Regions from separate parts of the Anser cygnoides genome. Here region 2 is linked to region 1. A link is a contact called in public Hi-C data. All regions are on one chromosome and are shown on one strand. Each heading gives the region's core, a stretch centred on a gene start, on an enhancer-like site or on the middle of the called end of the contact. The rest is flanking DNA. Distances are from core to core; before and after follow the strand shown.

Region 1 (7,316 bases), core at 433-2,932:
TCACATTGATTAATATCCTACACTCAGTAAGAGGATACCTAGAAAACGTAGGTACGCAGTAAGAGGATACCTATGCTTATAACTGACAAAAGTTATGCATTTTAAAAATTACATTTACTGCAACTCATTTCTAGTCATTCTTTGTTAATGGAAACTCAAGCTAACTATTCATGTTTTCCATCTGGTTTATAGCAGAGTTTGGAGCTGCAAAAGAATCAAGAAAATCAAAAAACAAAAGTCTCAACAATACTTTGCTTGATGATTAACTGGCAGTCTTCCAAGTGCAGAGTATTTAATTAAAAACACAGCCATCCCATCAGAAAGAACAACAAAGTTAGTGGGATTTAATAGCTAATTAGAATGCTCAAATGAAAAATTCAAGATTTTAAAATATTTCCTCCATATATAATCTGCAGACACTGACTATACTGTTTCACCTAAGGTAGTAATGTAACCTAACCTACAGGTATTTTTAAAATGACAGCACTTGCTGTAACTCACTTCATCAACTAGTTGTACAATAGGTGTATACATTGAGAGTTCTAGTTCTTCAATAGCTTTAAGTATGCAAATAGAAAAAAAATATATATTAAAAGACAAAGCTTGGAAATCCAGTATATGTAAATTTGTCTTCTTTAAAATGCTGTTCAAGATCTGCTGGCAAAGTTGTCAGACAACATATCCACTTATAAAATCCATATAAAGATGAAAACAACTGTTAACTCTTTTTGTACAAGTATATTATTCCATTTAAACTGTAAAACTATGATATGCGAAAATTTGTTTCTCACCATCCCCCTTTCTATTTCTTTCAACACAACAGCTTGAATATCCTAGGTTTAAAATGAATAATAATAGTAATAAAAAATAGCATTGAATATAAAAAATACAGAGGCCCATATTTGGATAACAGTTAAAATCCCAGTAAATCTTATGCTGTTGCAAAGATTACATATGATCTTCTGCTGACAATTTTAAGCTTTACCTTGCTGGTGTCACATTCAATATTTTCCTTAAGTAAAGTGAAAGAAAGAGGAGGGAAAAAGGAGGAAGGAATAATCTCACAATGAAGGAGAAGTGGGAAAAAAAAAAAAAGAAAAAGAAAACCCCTTTTTTTTTAACACAATTCAAATTCAATAGCCCATTTTCTATCTCTTGCTAGTGACAGGAATCATAAGATTTATTATGAAATCCAACTTCAAAAAGTCAATTTATAGTCAAATGGAAAATGAAATGTGTTTGACCCACACCAATGAACTTCATTTTATCTTTGGCTTCTGCTGTCATCTAATCATAAAGAAGAATGTACCTAGCAGGAAAAAAAAGATCAATTTCAGCCTGATCAAAAATGTATGCAATGGATGTTACTCATTTTTAAAACACCAGGAAGATCCATATTAGTTGCTTGTACTCATTCCATGTAAAACTAAGTAAAACTTTCCAAACTGTCTGAAAATACTGTCATTGCCATTGATTTCATGTCAGGCAATTCATTGGATTAAATATATAGATTTGTTCTGTAGTCAACTATTTTTTTCCCTTTCAACAGACACATCAATGTCCAGACATTAGAAGTTAATATAATTTTGCAGACAAGAGGGAAAGGAAAGGTATTTCCACTCTACATGCTTGGAAAATCACCAACATTTCTGACTTCTCTACTGGTATTAACAGATGCCAAAAAATGAAAGGAATGTGGAAACTTTTCCTTTAACAAAAAAATAAGCACTGTCAGACACTGAAGTGTCAAGAGGCAATGTAACAAAATGGTAAATTAAAAGGAAAAATACCTAAGGCTAGATAAATCTAGCGTTGAGTGACGTCTTAATCCTTAAACAGATGAAACGCTTAAAAACTATTTTCAAGGTCTCAGGAAAGTAAGCTGCTTACTACTATTAAGTCCAGGAAAAACAAGAACAGTGAGGTAGGCATAATTCATTAATATGTGTATATTTTACTTTAATTTTATCATCTGCAGAGGGGAGAAAAAAAAAAAAGATATTTTTAACAGTTACTTCCTAATATATTAGGATAAATTGTAAAGAACATCTATTTTTATTAACATATACATGACTCATAAACTTGTTTGTATCATTCTTCGAAATGATAACTTCAACTCTGGCTACTTAAAACTGATTTTACACTAAACATGTCAGAAGCTACTAGAAACTTACATCACTCCTTCAGCTCTAAGAAATTCAAAGTTAGGTGTACGGTGGTTTTAGTTATAACTCAGTTCAACAGTCAGGGACTTGTGCCATTAAAACTAAATTGAAGCAGTTGGTTGGTTGATTTTAACCTCAAAAATAATCTAGATTGTACTGTAAAATGGAAATCTCAATTGAAAACAAGTAGAAATAACATCATTTTTTCTTCTTATCTTTCATTGAGGAAGGTACCTCAGCACAATATTCCAGAACTCACAACCCAGAAACTCAAACTCAGGTACTGTTCAATTTTACTCAGTCTACTTATAGAAACCATTCCTCCATAGGGACTTAATTGTATAGCATCTGTCCTTCCTTCTAATTAGTAATTCTCTATGAAGATGGGCAGTCCTAATAATTTCATTACATTAAAAAATATATATATTTCCAAGGAGAAATGTTAGACTTGCTATGAGAGCCATGATATATGTAAATGCTTTTCCTTTTCTCAGATTGGATGGTCTGACCTGTTCTGTCGAGGTGTGTGAGTCTTCTTTTTGTCAGAGTTAGTCCATTCCCAGAGAACCTGTGCTGCAGTAGCTATTATGCAGATGTAGTTTTATAACAGTCTTATTTTTTTTCACCAGATTTCAGGAGAAGTGAATGAAAATTCTATAGAAACATACAAATATTTTTTTCCAGGAATACCTGCTGCTACTAAAAAAAAATAAAATATACAGGATATTCAGGTTTTGTTGTCTGAGGAATAATGTCTTTAAATATCAGAATGTTGTAGAATTTACAATTAGTCTGTCGTCTCACAGAGTCTTGCAAAACTCTAGCCATCACTTGGATTTTCTGCACATCACTTGGCATCCATCACTTTTCACCCCAAAACACTGACAGATGTTTCATTATCTCAAGTGCCACCAGGTATAAAGCATGGCACTAAGATATTTTACCAGATAGAATCAATCTCTCTCAGCAACAAGTCGCAATATCTGATGAGTACTCTCTTCACAGGAGAATCATCCCCTACGGAGAGTTGGTCATGGTCTTTTTACGGACATGTCATGACAAACTTGCAGATAGTCTTCTTACCAATCCAGAAAAATCCTTTCTGCAACATTATCATGGCCTTTCCCTACTGGAATTTGTGGTTATTTTTCTTTAATTGTCAGTGATCAGGGGACTTGACTGTGGTATTTAGGTGCAATCCATGATAAAAGATGATGCAGATCAGATGCTATTCCAGTGCTGCTGTACTAGACAAGCTGGAAGTCTGATCTGAACTTGAGTCAGAGGATCTATGACCTGTGGATAAGTCATAGAATCATAGAATGTCTTGGGTTGGAAGGGACCTTAAAGATCATCTAACTCCAACCCCCCTGCCATAGGCAGGGATGCCACCCACCAAATCAGGTTGTCCAAGGCCCCATCCAACCTGGCCTTGAATGCCTCCGGGGATGGGGCAGCCACAACTTTTCCTGGCAACCTGTTCCAGTGCCTCTCTACCCTTACACTGAAGAATTTCTTCCTAATGTCTAATCTACATCTATCCTCTTTTAGTTTAGGACCAATCTCCCTTGTCTTATCGTTATCTACCCGAGAAGAGTCCTTCTCAATCCTTTTTATAAGACCCCTTTAAATATTGAAAGGCCTCAATGAGGTCTCCCCAGAGACTTCTCTTCTGTAGGCTGAACAGCCCCAGCTCTATCAGCCTTTCTTCGCAGGAGAGTTCTCCAGCCCTCTGATCATCTTTGTAGCCCTCCTCTGGACTTGTTCCAACAGGTCCACATCCTTCATGTTCTGGAGACCCCAGACCTGGATGCAGTACTCCAGGTGGGGCCTTACAAGGGCAGAGTAAAGAGGGACAATCACCTCCCTCGACCTGCTGGTCATGCTTCTTACACAAGTCCATGTGAGAGTTTCCTGGTTTTGGCTGGAACAGAGTTTTTTTTATTATTATTATTATTTATGTATTTGTTTATAGAGGCTCACACAATGGTGTGTTTTGGATTTTTGATGAAAATAGTGGTGATAACACACTGATATTTTTAGTTGTTGCAGAGCAGTGTTTACACAGAATCAAGATTTTTTTTCATTTCTTATGCTACCCTGCCAGTGAGGAGGCTGGGGGTGCACAAGTAACTTGGAGACACAGCCAGGACAGCTAACCCAAACTGAGCAAAGGGATATTCCATATTCCGTACTATATGATATCATTCTTGGCAATAAAAGCTGGGGTAAAGGAGGCAGCAGAGGGAGGGGGAGGGGAGAGGAGATGTTCAGAGTGATGGTATTTCTCTTCCCAAGAAACCATTATGTATGATGTTTTGATGTTTTCCTGGAAGTCACTGAACACCTGTCTGTCAATGGGAAGTAGTGATTTAATTCCTTGTTCTGATTTGCTTGGACACACAGCTTTTGCTTTACCTAGCAAACCTTCTTTATCTCAACCCATGAGTTCTTGCATTTTTACCTTTCGGATTCTCTCCCCCATCCCACCTGGGGAGAATGAGCAAGTGGCTTTGTGGCATTTAGCTGCCTGCCAGGGCTAAGGCACAACAGAGAGCATGTACACCCCAAAGTGTCCATGGCCATGGAGAAGTCTGTGCTGCAGCAGGCGCACTTTGCAGTGACAGTGGATAAGGCCATGCCAGAACACCTTGAAGCATTTGTGGCCATGGATAAGACCATAACACAGCAGCTGTTTGACGTTCCTCTAAAGGGACTGTGACCAATGGAATAGGCCTTGTGTGAGCAGGTACTCCTCTGAAGAGACCGTGGCCCATGAACAAGCTCATACCAGAGCAGGTACACCTTGAAGCTTCTGGTGCCATGGATAAATGCATGACACAGTAGATAGACCTCTGAAGGAACTGTAGTTCATGGATAAAGCCATGCCAGTGTACGTGCTGTGGTCATTGGACAAGCCCATGCTGGAGCAAGGGCAAGGGGAGGAGTTCATTGCAGTGCTAAAAATTATGGCCTGGGTTTAAAAGGATATGGGTAGAGATTGTAATGGATATGCCTTTAAACTGTTGTAACCCATGATTTGAGCTGCATGATATAGGAAGCACTATAGCAGAAACCCCTTTCCTCTTGCCTTGCCTTTCTAACTTTCCATCCCTCTCTTTCTTTCATTGTATGTTACAGGCTGTTCAGCCCTTTGTAAAACAATGGGGCTTAAATAGCTCCCATTAACCCTTTTTGGAATAACAAGTAAAATAGCTCCTGTGGTAAACAACAAGATTTAATCAGTTTCTGCCAGAATAGATTCTGCTGTCAATAAAACTTTTCAATCCAGCGTTTGGTGTTATGTCACCTTAATTTAGCCCAAGGGTACTTTGAATATCGGAGGCCTCTGAGGGGGTCGTCCAGGATGGCTCTCTCTGGGCCCCCACAGAGATGTCTGAAGAGACTGTGTCCCATGAATAAGTCCACTCTAGAGAAGTTACACCTCAAACCCTCTGTGGCTATGGATAAATCCATGACACAGTAGGTAGAACTCTCAAAGGACTGTGGCCCATGAATAAAGCCATACTGGAGTAGGTACACCTTAAAGGGATTGTGGCCAATGGAGAAGCCCAGGTAGGAGCAGGGGCGAGGACAGCACTTCATTGCAATGCTAAACCCAATGGTCTGGTCATAGAAAGACAACAGTTGGAGATTGTAATGGATATACCTTTAAATTGTTGTAACCCATAATTTGAGTTGCATGTTATAGAGAGCACTATAACAGGAACCCCTTGCCATTATCCAGTCCAAGGGTAAGGGGAGGCATTCATGGCAATGTTAAATCCTATAGCCTGCTTCAGTGGGGGTAGGGGTGGAGATTGTGGTGAATATACCTTTAAATTGTTGTAACGTGACCTCAGTTGCATGTGTTAGGAAGGCCTATAGCAAGAACCAGTCAAACCAATGGAGGATGAGCCTCATAACAAGAAGTGCAAGTGCAGCAGTGACCCTACCTGAGCTGGCTTTGGCATATAACTCCATGTAATACACTGCTTCTCCTGTCCTGAATGACCATCATAATAGAACCTAAGTCATGGACTAAATGAACTCATTGGGCATTTTATGGACATTTCTCAGGGGTGGTCCATAGCCTACAGGAATGATAACTATGTATTAATAAATGGTTGGTGGTTAATGAGGATATATTGGATAATGTGGGACCTGGGTATTACATACATGGTATGGAATAAGGGGTGAATACTGTCCTGGTTTTCACTGGGATATGTTTTTTTGTTTGTTTGTTTGTTTTGTTTTGTTTTGTTTTTCATTTTAGCTTGTACGGTGCTGTCTTTTGGATTTTTGATGAATACAGTGTTGATGGAATGTTATTGATGAGGCTCAGGTTGATGGTTGGACTTCATGATCTTTAAAGTCTTTTCCTAACAGATGATTCTATGATTCTGTGATTGATTTTGTCATTTTCAGCTGTTGCTCCATTAAGTAGTTCTGTCTATTAAATAAGAGAAACAGCTGGTGTGATATTAAACCATTCAGTGGATTCACTGCTATATTTGTAGAGCTTCAAGCTGTAGGCTAGCCTCCCAGGAACATCATTCAATTCAAGGATTGTTTTCTCAAAGATGTCCAGCCTGGGTGTCTCTAGTGCAATGCCAATAGCCTGCTTGTACGTGTGGTCATCCAAGCATCGCTGGAACATTTTGTTCACTATCCCTTCTAGCCTTTCATCAACAGGTTTCTTCTCCCCTTCCAGCAGCTCCGCGTTCTCCACACACTGTTTTGTATAGTGGTAGATACATTTTGCAATGATCACCTCCACGTATTCCGAGATGTCATTGACATTGAAGAGGTCACCTGCTCCCAGGGCATAGTTCAGTGATTCTTCAAAAGCTCACAGGTGGTAAAACTATTTGGAAGCAACTAAAGTTGTGCCAGGGAAGGTTTAGGTTGGATATTAGGAAGAACTTCTTTACTGAAAGGGTTGTTAGACATTGGAATGGGCTGCCTAGGGAAGTGGTTGAGTCACCATCCCTGAGGTCTTTAAAAGACGTTTCGATGTAGCCCTTAGTGATATGGTTTAGTGGAGGACTTGTTAGTGTTAGGCCAGAGGTTGGATTAGGTGATCTTGGAGGTCTCTTCCAACCTAGATGATTCTGTGATTCTAAAGCAGCACACTGCCAGCTCTGGAGA
Region 2 (6,676 bases), core at 2,680-5,179, 340 kb before region 1:
GAAACCTACAGGAAACTACAGGATTATTTTTCCAAAATACTGCATAAGCCCAGCATTCCTGTACCTTCTGAGGTATTTGTCTACACAGCATTTCTCTCTCTTAGAAGACTCTTGCAATGTAACTGTAACTGGCTGCATTTCCTCCATGGAATTTTTTAAGTCTGGATACTCCTGCTACTGTCAGCTAAGTCCCACTAGTTGCTGCATTTCAGTGCCTTGGCTGCTGGCCACTTTTTTTCTCTCTTTTTTTTTTTTTTCTTTAAGGAAATCACATTGTGAGCACACAATGATAACTGATGTGCAAGAAACATCCCGAAAATCTGTATTGAAATTATACTTGACGGCTCACTGGAAAACCGCAAAAGCCAACAAATTTAGTGCTAAAACTGAAAGCCCATGTTCACATAGCTCATTTGAGTCTCGTTATTTCAACACATACAGTATCCTGGCACTGGCCATACACAGGAACCGAGGAGGAAAACAAGGAGGAGGCGGCAGGATCAGAGTTAACATCTTGGTACTGGTGGTTTTAGTGTAGCCACTGCTGGCAATGAACATAATTGACCGGGAAAATCCAACTCCCAGTGCAAATGGATTAAGGAAGTTCAAGTCTTAAGTCTAAATTTCCTGGCTTTTGTGGGTTTAACTCAGACTCTCAGCAGTATTTGAACATATTTTTGGTGGTTTAATGTCCTGTTTTTAAACAGTGGTATTTTTTTTTCCACATTCTCAGTGAATTTTGCAATAAATGACACAATAAAATGTTATAAACCTAAATCTTCTAGATACAAATACTATGGCTACTGTGTTTTCTCTAGTCTGTCCAATTTTTTAGTTTACCTACTATAAAAAAAAGTGGAACGTATTCTTAATGTGCATTAACAAATCAACAGGCTGCTCATTTCCCAGTTTGTATAGACCGTCACATATTGACAGAATTTCTTACACTTGAATTCAGAATGGTCATAATGCCACATTTTAAACGGTAAAGCATATTCAATTAACTCAGTTCTACAAAAGCTGGTGACATGGTACCTCTACATTCTGTTGTAATGGAAACAAAATTGCTCCAAAAGTTGTTTGCTCTCTTTCAAAAAGAGATTAGAAGGTTTGTATATGAACAGTAAAATTATGACTTTTGTGCCCCAAAACCTGAACTGTAAAGTCAGTGGCCTACTTTAGTTGGCATGAAGAAGTTCCTGCAATACACACCATCCATACTGATTTCTAGCAATTTCTAGTAAAGACCAAAAGCGTAGCACATAATGCAGGACGATGCTACATGAAAGGGAGGTGTGATCCTGGTCAGGGAGGGAGGGCGCCATGCCACAACCTTAGTTCCCAAGCACTGGATTTAGAGCTGAAACTGGAGCAGCACCCATGAGGAGGCAGGTACTATGTGTACACACAGGTTCGTCATAATACTTCTTTTTTGCACCCTGAATTTTCAACCTTCATGCTTTGAATGTAAACTGTAGAGACCTACTTCGCACTTTTTAAGCGATCAAAGCTCCTACTGACTTCAAAACAGGAATTCTCCCTGCGCCAAGAATGCAAAAACAGGAACTCCGCATTCTGACTATTTAGCCTGAAAATGGAAATATTTTCATCAGGGAACCAACATTCAGCTCTGTCTTTCCCCTCCTCTAACAGTCATTGTTAAAAGCACTGCCCCTCCACAAAACACTGCCAAGTCTCATGTATCGAGGAGACTCCCTCTGTTTTCAATTCATTTGAAGGATGAATAGTCAAAGCCAAGTTCATGTGATGAAGGAAGCTGTTCCATGTTCCAATGAGATTTAAAACTTCAGTGAGTACCTCTGAACTCTCGCTCATTTAAAGCATGAACAGGCTGGGAACAGCACATAAATAATTATAATAAGGCATCTCTTAGTCTCATAGCAGCTAGTTAACTGGAACACTGGTGCCACTTCCTCAGCTAAGAAAGGCCAGCCAAAGAGTCCCTGTAACCTAGCAGAAAAACTCCTGGCTTTTTAAAAATGCAAACAGTGGAAAGCCTTTTGACACACTTTTCTATTAAATAAATGTTGACATACTTGCTGTTGGCTAACAAACAGTTTAATGAAATGTTTGCACAGGGCTGAGTTTTTTTGATCTGAATCCCAATTTTTCCGGCCTCTAAAGTTTCCAAATGTGCATGCTAACAGAACTTTTTCCAGCTGTCCCTTCCTCTTCAAACCAAACAGAACCTGCTCGGTGAATGTCTCATTTACAAGATATGTAAGAGGTACTGGAAAGCTTTCGTTTGTCTGAAGGTTTATTTGCAATGCAGGGAAAAACAACATCCTCTTAAACACTGCTGTGCAAATGCTTTGTTCTGAACAACCACCGTCAAGGGCCAAGAAAACTTTTTTTTTTTTTTTTAATTCCTGGGTTATCACTGCCTTGATGTAATCACGCTGCAGCACAAGAGCTAGCCCACACACTCTCTAGTTTTCTCACACCCTCTTTCCAGGAACACTAGGCACAAATCGCAAGGATTTCATCGTCTCCTCTTCAGGCCGGCAGCGTCAGGAACCCATGCGAGGAACATACAACTTCTTCCCTCCCCAAGATTGCTTTCAAAATCAGCAACTTCGCCTCTTTCGCGAAGGATTACTTCACAGCACCAGGGGTGAAGAAAATAAATAAATAACGATAGTAAGAGACACAAGAGGTTAACCTCCCTTTTCCTTAGGGGAAAAATAAATTAAAAAAAAAGAGCATCCCTCTTTCAAAAGCGACCCCAGCCCTGGCTGCGCGGCTGGCCGGAGAAGCTCGGGCAGGAGCCGGCCGCGGGCAGCCGGCGGACCACCAGTGCCCCCCCGCCCGACCTCCCCGGAGCGGGCGGTTACTTTTCAACTTCCAGAAGAAAGAATTAAGCAGCCGCTTACCTTCAGCCAGCGGCCCGGGCAGCACGAAGGCCCGCAGCTTGCCGTCCGCCGTGGCGTTGGTGCAGAGCCCGCGGCCCTCCAGCAGCGCCTGCAGCGGCCGCGCCTCCTCCCGCAGCGGCTGGCAGCTGAGGCCGGCGCCGCAGCGCTCCGTGTAGATCCCGCAGGGCTGCCCCAGGCGCAGGGCGCAGGTGAGGCAGCAGCCGCATCCCGGCTCTCGCACCCTCTCGGCGCAGTCGGGCTGCAGCGGCTTGCACTGCTGCAGCGCCCGCGCGTCGCAGGGCTCGCAGCGGACCACCGGCCCCGCCAGCGCCAGCGCGGCCGCCGTCCGACGGCCTAGCAGCGCCAGCGCCGCCGCCGCCACTGCCCACAGCACGCCGGGCCGCGGCACCATGGCAACCGGCTGCCGGGGCCGCCGGGAGGCGCCCCCGCGCCGCTCGGCCCGGGGGGAGCGCCCCGGGCTGCGCCGCTCACGGGACTCGGGGCGGCAGCGCCGGCCGCCTCTCCTCGCCCGGAGCAGGGCGGGCGCCGGAGGAGGGCGCCGCCGCCGAGCGCTGCGGGCAGGTAAAGTCACCGGCCTCTCGCAGCCCGGGCAGCGCGAGGGAAGAAGGCTGCGCGCCCAGCAGGCTCGCACCGACCCTCTCTTCAGCCGCTGGCCTTTGGTAACATAAAGGTAATAAAAGAGCTCGCTGACAACAAAGGCAACTTTTCCTGCCTCCCCCCCTCCTCCCTGCAGAGCGCCTCAACCACTTGGCTTAAAACTAACGTTGATGGCTTTTTTTTTTTCCACACACAACACTGAAAAAAAAAATGCTTCCAAAAGTAAAAAAAAAAAAGAAAAAAATAATAATAAAAAAGCCCAGACGATCTGAAGAAAACTTGTTTCAAAAATGCTTAGAAAAAAAAAAACAGCACGGTGGGGGGAAAGAAAAAAAAAAAGAAGAAAAATAAAAATAAAGCGAACACAGCTCCCTTCTTTTTTTTTTTTTTTTATTCTCTTTGTTGGCTGCTTCCCGCCTCCCCTCTCCGCCACTCTGCACCCATCTGTCCGGCGGCGTTTCCCGGCCCTGCCATATATCGGCACCGCCGCCCCCCGCGCCGCCCCGCCCCGCGCCGCCCCGCGCCGCCCCGCCAAGGCCGCGCAGCGCCCCGCGGCGGCAGTGCGGGGGCTCGGCGAGGCCCCGCGGCGGTCACTGGGGGCTGGGGGCTGGGGAGGGGCCAGCGGCGGCCCCTGGGGTGTGTGGGCGCTTCTTAGTGAGCGGTACGGCTCTGTGGAGAGGGGCGTTTCGTGTTTTTTTGTTGTTTAAGCGGTAAGCGCTGTGTATGTGCTTGTGTCCCCGTGGCACCGGGAGGGGATGTACGAGCAAAGCTCGCGGGCAGTGCCCTTTTTTGGGCTCCTCTCTAAATCTTGTCTGCTTCGGGGCTGAAAGCCTTTCCTCACACACACGCTTGCACAGATGTTGCTCTCGGGCACCCTGTGCTCTCTGGCACACAATCACTCAGTACACGTGGTGATCCAGGCCCGTGGATGCAGCTCACCCATCTTTCTAAGGCGTTCTCTGAGCTCTTTAAAACTTTTCCCTCTGTCCACGAGAAAATACTTTCCATTGCAACATCCTCATAAGTCTGTGGGGAGAAAAACAACAAACCCTACAGTCGATTTTGCACACTGCATGTGTTTGCTCTCTGTAGCCAGTGCAAACTCTTCCCCCACTCTGCTTGGCTTGTTTTGCTCTGTTACTTAGGTTAACTTCGATGGAGAAAATCTGAATTGTGAAAGCCAGAATTTGTGACCATCCTTTCTGCAGCACTCCTGAGACCTAACACAGCAGGATATGGTGAAGTATATACGTAGGCACATATATGGCCTTTCTGTCACAGGAGCCTGCTCCTCATACAAAGTAAAATGAATAATGCTTACAGATACTGGCATATACAAATACTGTCTGCCATGGAAATGATGAGCCAAACCATTGCTCTGTTTTTAACCCCTGTGTTATTAACATTGAAGTTCACCTTCCGGTAATTCATCAGCTGTTCACGTGTCTAAATTCAAGTGGAAAAGTGTAGTTTTCAAGTAGAGATGTTATCATTCAAGGTACTGCCCTGTGAATCTCAAAATCTGCTCTTTTTTTATAAATCAAATCTTTTTAGAACATTAAAATCAACTCTGGCTTGTTTTCTCTGTTCTTTGTTCAGACAGTACCTTCCAAAATACTGTCTTGAAAGAGACACTGTACATAAAAAGACCAAAAAAATCATATTTTATGCGTAAAGAATATGATGTAAGAGTTAATAGAGACTTTTCCTAGGGAAATAAAATGAATGAGGTGTTGGAAGAGAGATCAGATTCGCTTAATACCCCGATAGGCGACTGCACCAACGATTTTCAGCCTTTTGTCCTCTTGCTCATTTTGTTAATTGACCGAAAGAGGTCGCCGGTTGTCCAGTGTTGAATTTGAGACTCACTAAATCTGAGCGAACCCAGCGACATGGGGGGAATTAAAAAAGCACTTGTACACCGCATATTTTCCTTCCTTCCTTCCTTCCTTCCTTCCTTCCTTCCTTCCTTCCTTCCTTCCTTCCTTCCTTCCTTCCTTCCTTCCTCCCTTCCTCCCTTCCTCCCTTCCTCCCTTCCTCCCTTCCTCCCTTCCTCCCTTCCTCCCTTCCTCCCTTCCTCCCTTCCTCCCTTCCTTCCTTCCTTCCTTCCCTCATCCCTCTATCTTTCCCTCTCTCTTTCTCTCTTTCCCTCTTTCTCTCCTACTTTCTTTTGTCTTTGTTGTTGAAAACTATAGCAGGAAAGCTTATTTTATTTTGTTTTTAATAATTGTTTATAGTTGATTCATTCTGAAAATGTTAGGATCATCTTGCATTTTGTTTATGTAGAACTCAGATTAAGTTTAAAAGAAAGAAGAGGCATTCCTTTCTAGTCTGGTAGTAGCACAGTAGGGTAGCACTGTACATGAGATTTCCTCAGTATGTTCTTGCTTTTCAGCAGAATACTCAGATCTACAATGAAGTCAGTTCGTATAATGTGTACTTTAAACCAGTGAAAATAAAAATGCAAGGAGTTTCAGCTTGTGCACCCCCAGTCTGTGAAGACATGCTGTCACATTGCCAAAATACAGTACTCATTTAAATGATAGTTTCTAGGTCTCTGTTTTCACAAAGGCAAGAATGAATATCTCATAATTATTTGTCACCTGTCTATAATTATAATTTAATGAAAATTTCCTGCAAGACCTGCTCCAGGTTCAGGGGTATAATAGGAAAATAAATACTTAGAAATAAATCAGAAATAAACAGCCCAGGTGTTTTCCAGATCCCCCTCCTAAACCATGCATGAAGTAGAAAGCTGTACTGGATTCATTATAAATGCTATTGTTTGCTGTTTTTCTGAAGACAGTTTCTGAATTCAGCATGACAGAAGACAGAATAATTGAATTTGGAAGCAGATAGAATTAGGAAAACAAAGGAGAAATAAATCCTTTTGGGGATGTTAATGGAGACATTTTAGACATTAATGAAGCCTTTTCAGAATTTGTCCATCTGTTTGCTAACAGAGGCATACGTAATGAAAGGGCATATATTGGCAGTATTACAGAAACAGCTACCAAACACTCCCATTTACTATTGGAGACATCTTGTTAACCATAATAGCAGAAAGAAAAATAGCTGATAGGTTTAATATTACAATGCTCTTATACAGAGTTTATTCAAAGATGTATCCATCTCTCTTATATACTCATTAGACATTATGTAGCATATCATGACAATAAAAAAAC

Evidence for each region. Hi-C and Micro-C count contacts between places; a contact is called where the count stands out from the background.
Region 2: a contact with region 1 is called in a Hi-C map of granulosa cells, with 2.9 times the contacts expected there. The contact joins the promoter of IGFBP3 here to the enhancer-like site in region 1. A contact is called at or near these places in 2 of 7 Hi-C or Micro-C datasets (granulosa cells and liver).

What each region holds. Positions count from the first base shown.
Region 1 is chr2:55,600,002-55,607,317 of Taihu_goose_T2T_genome, reverse strand. All of the region lies in intron 1 of LOC136790072 (a long non-coding RNA gene), which reads right to left. Among named protein-coding and RNA genes, the nearest start is that of IGFBP3, 350 kb to the left of the region's middle. Within about 2 kb of position 1,682, at least 1 of the 3 cell types and tissues checked has open chromatin away from gene starts, as enhancers often do.
Region 2 is chr2:55,947,300-55,953,975 of Taihu_goose_T2T_genome, reverse strand. It overlaps IGFBP3 (insulin like growth factor binding protein 3), which reads right to left and starts at 3,929. Exons shown (of 4, transcript XM_048053444.2): 1 at 2,895-3,929. The coding sequence starts at 3,285.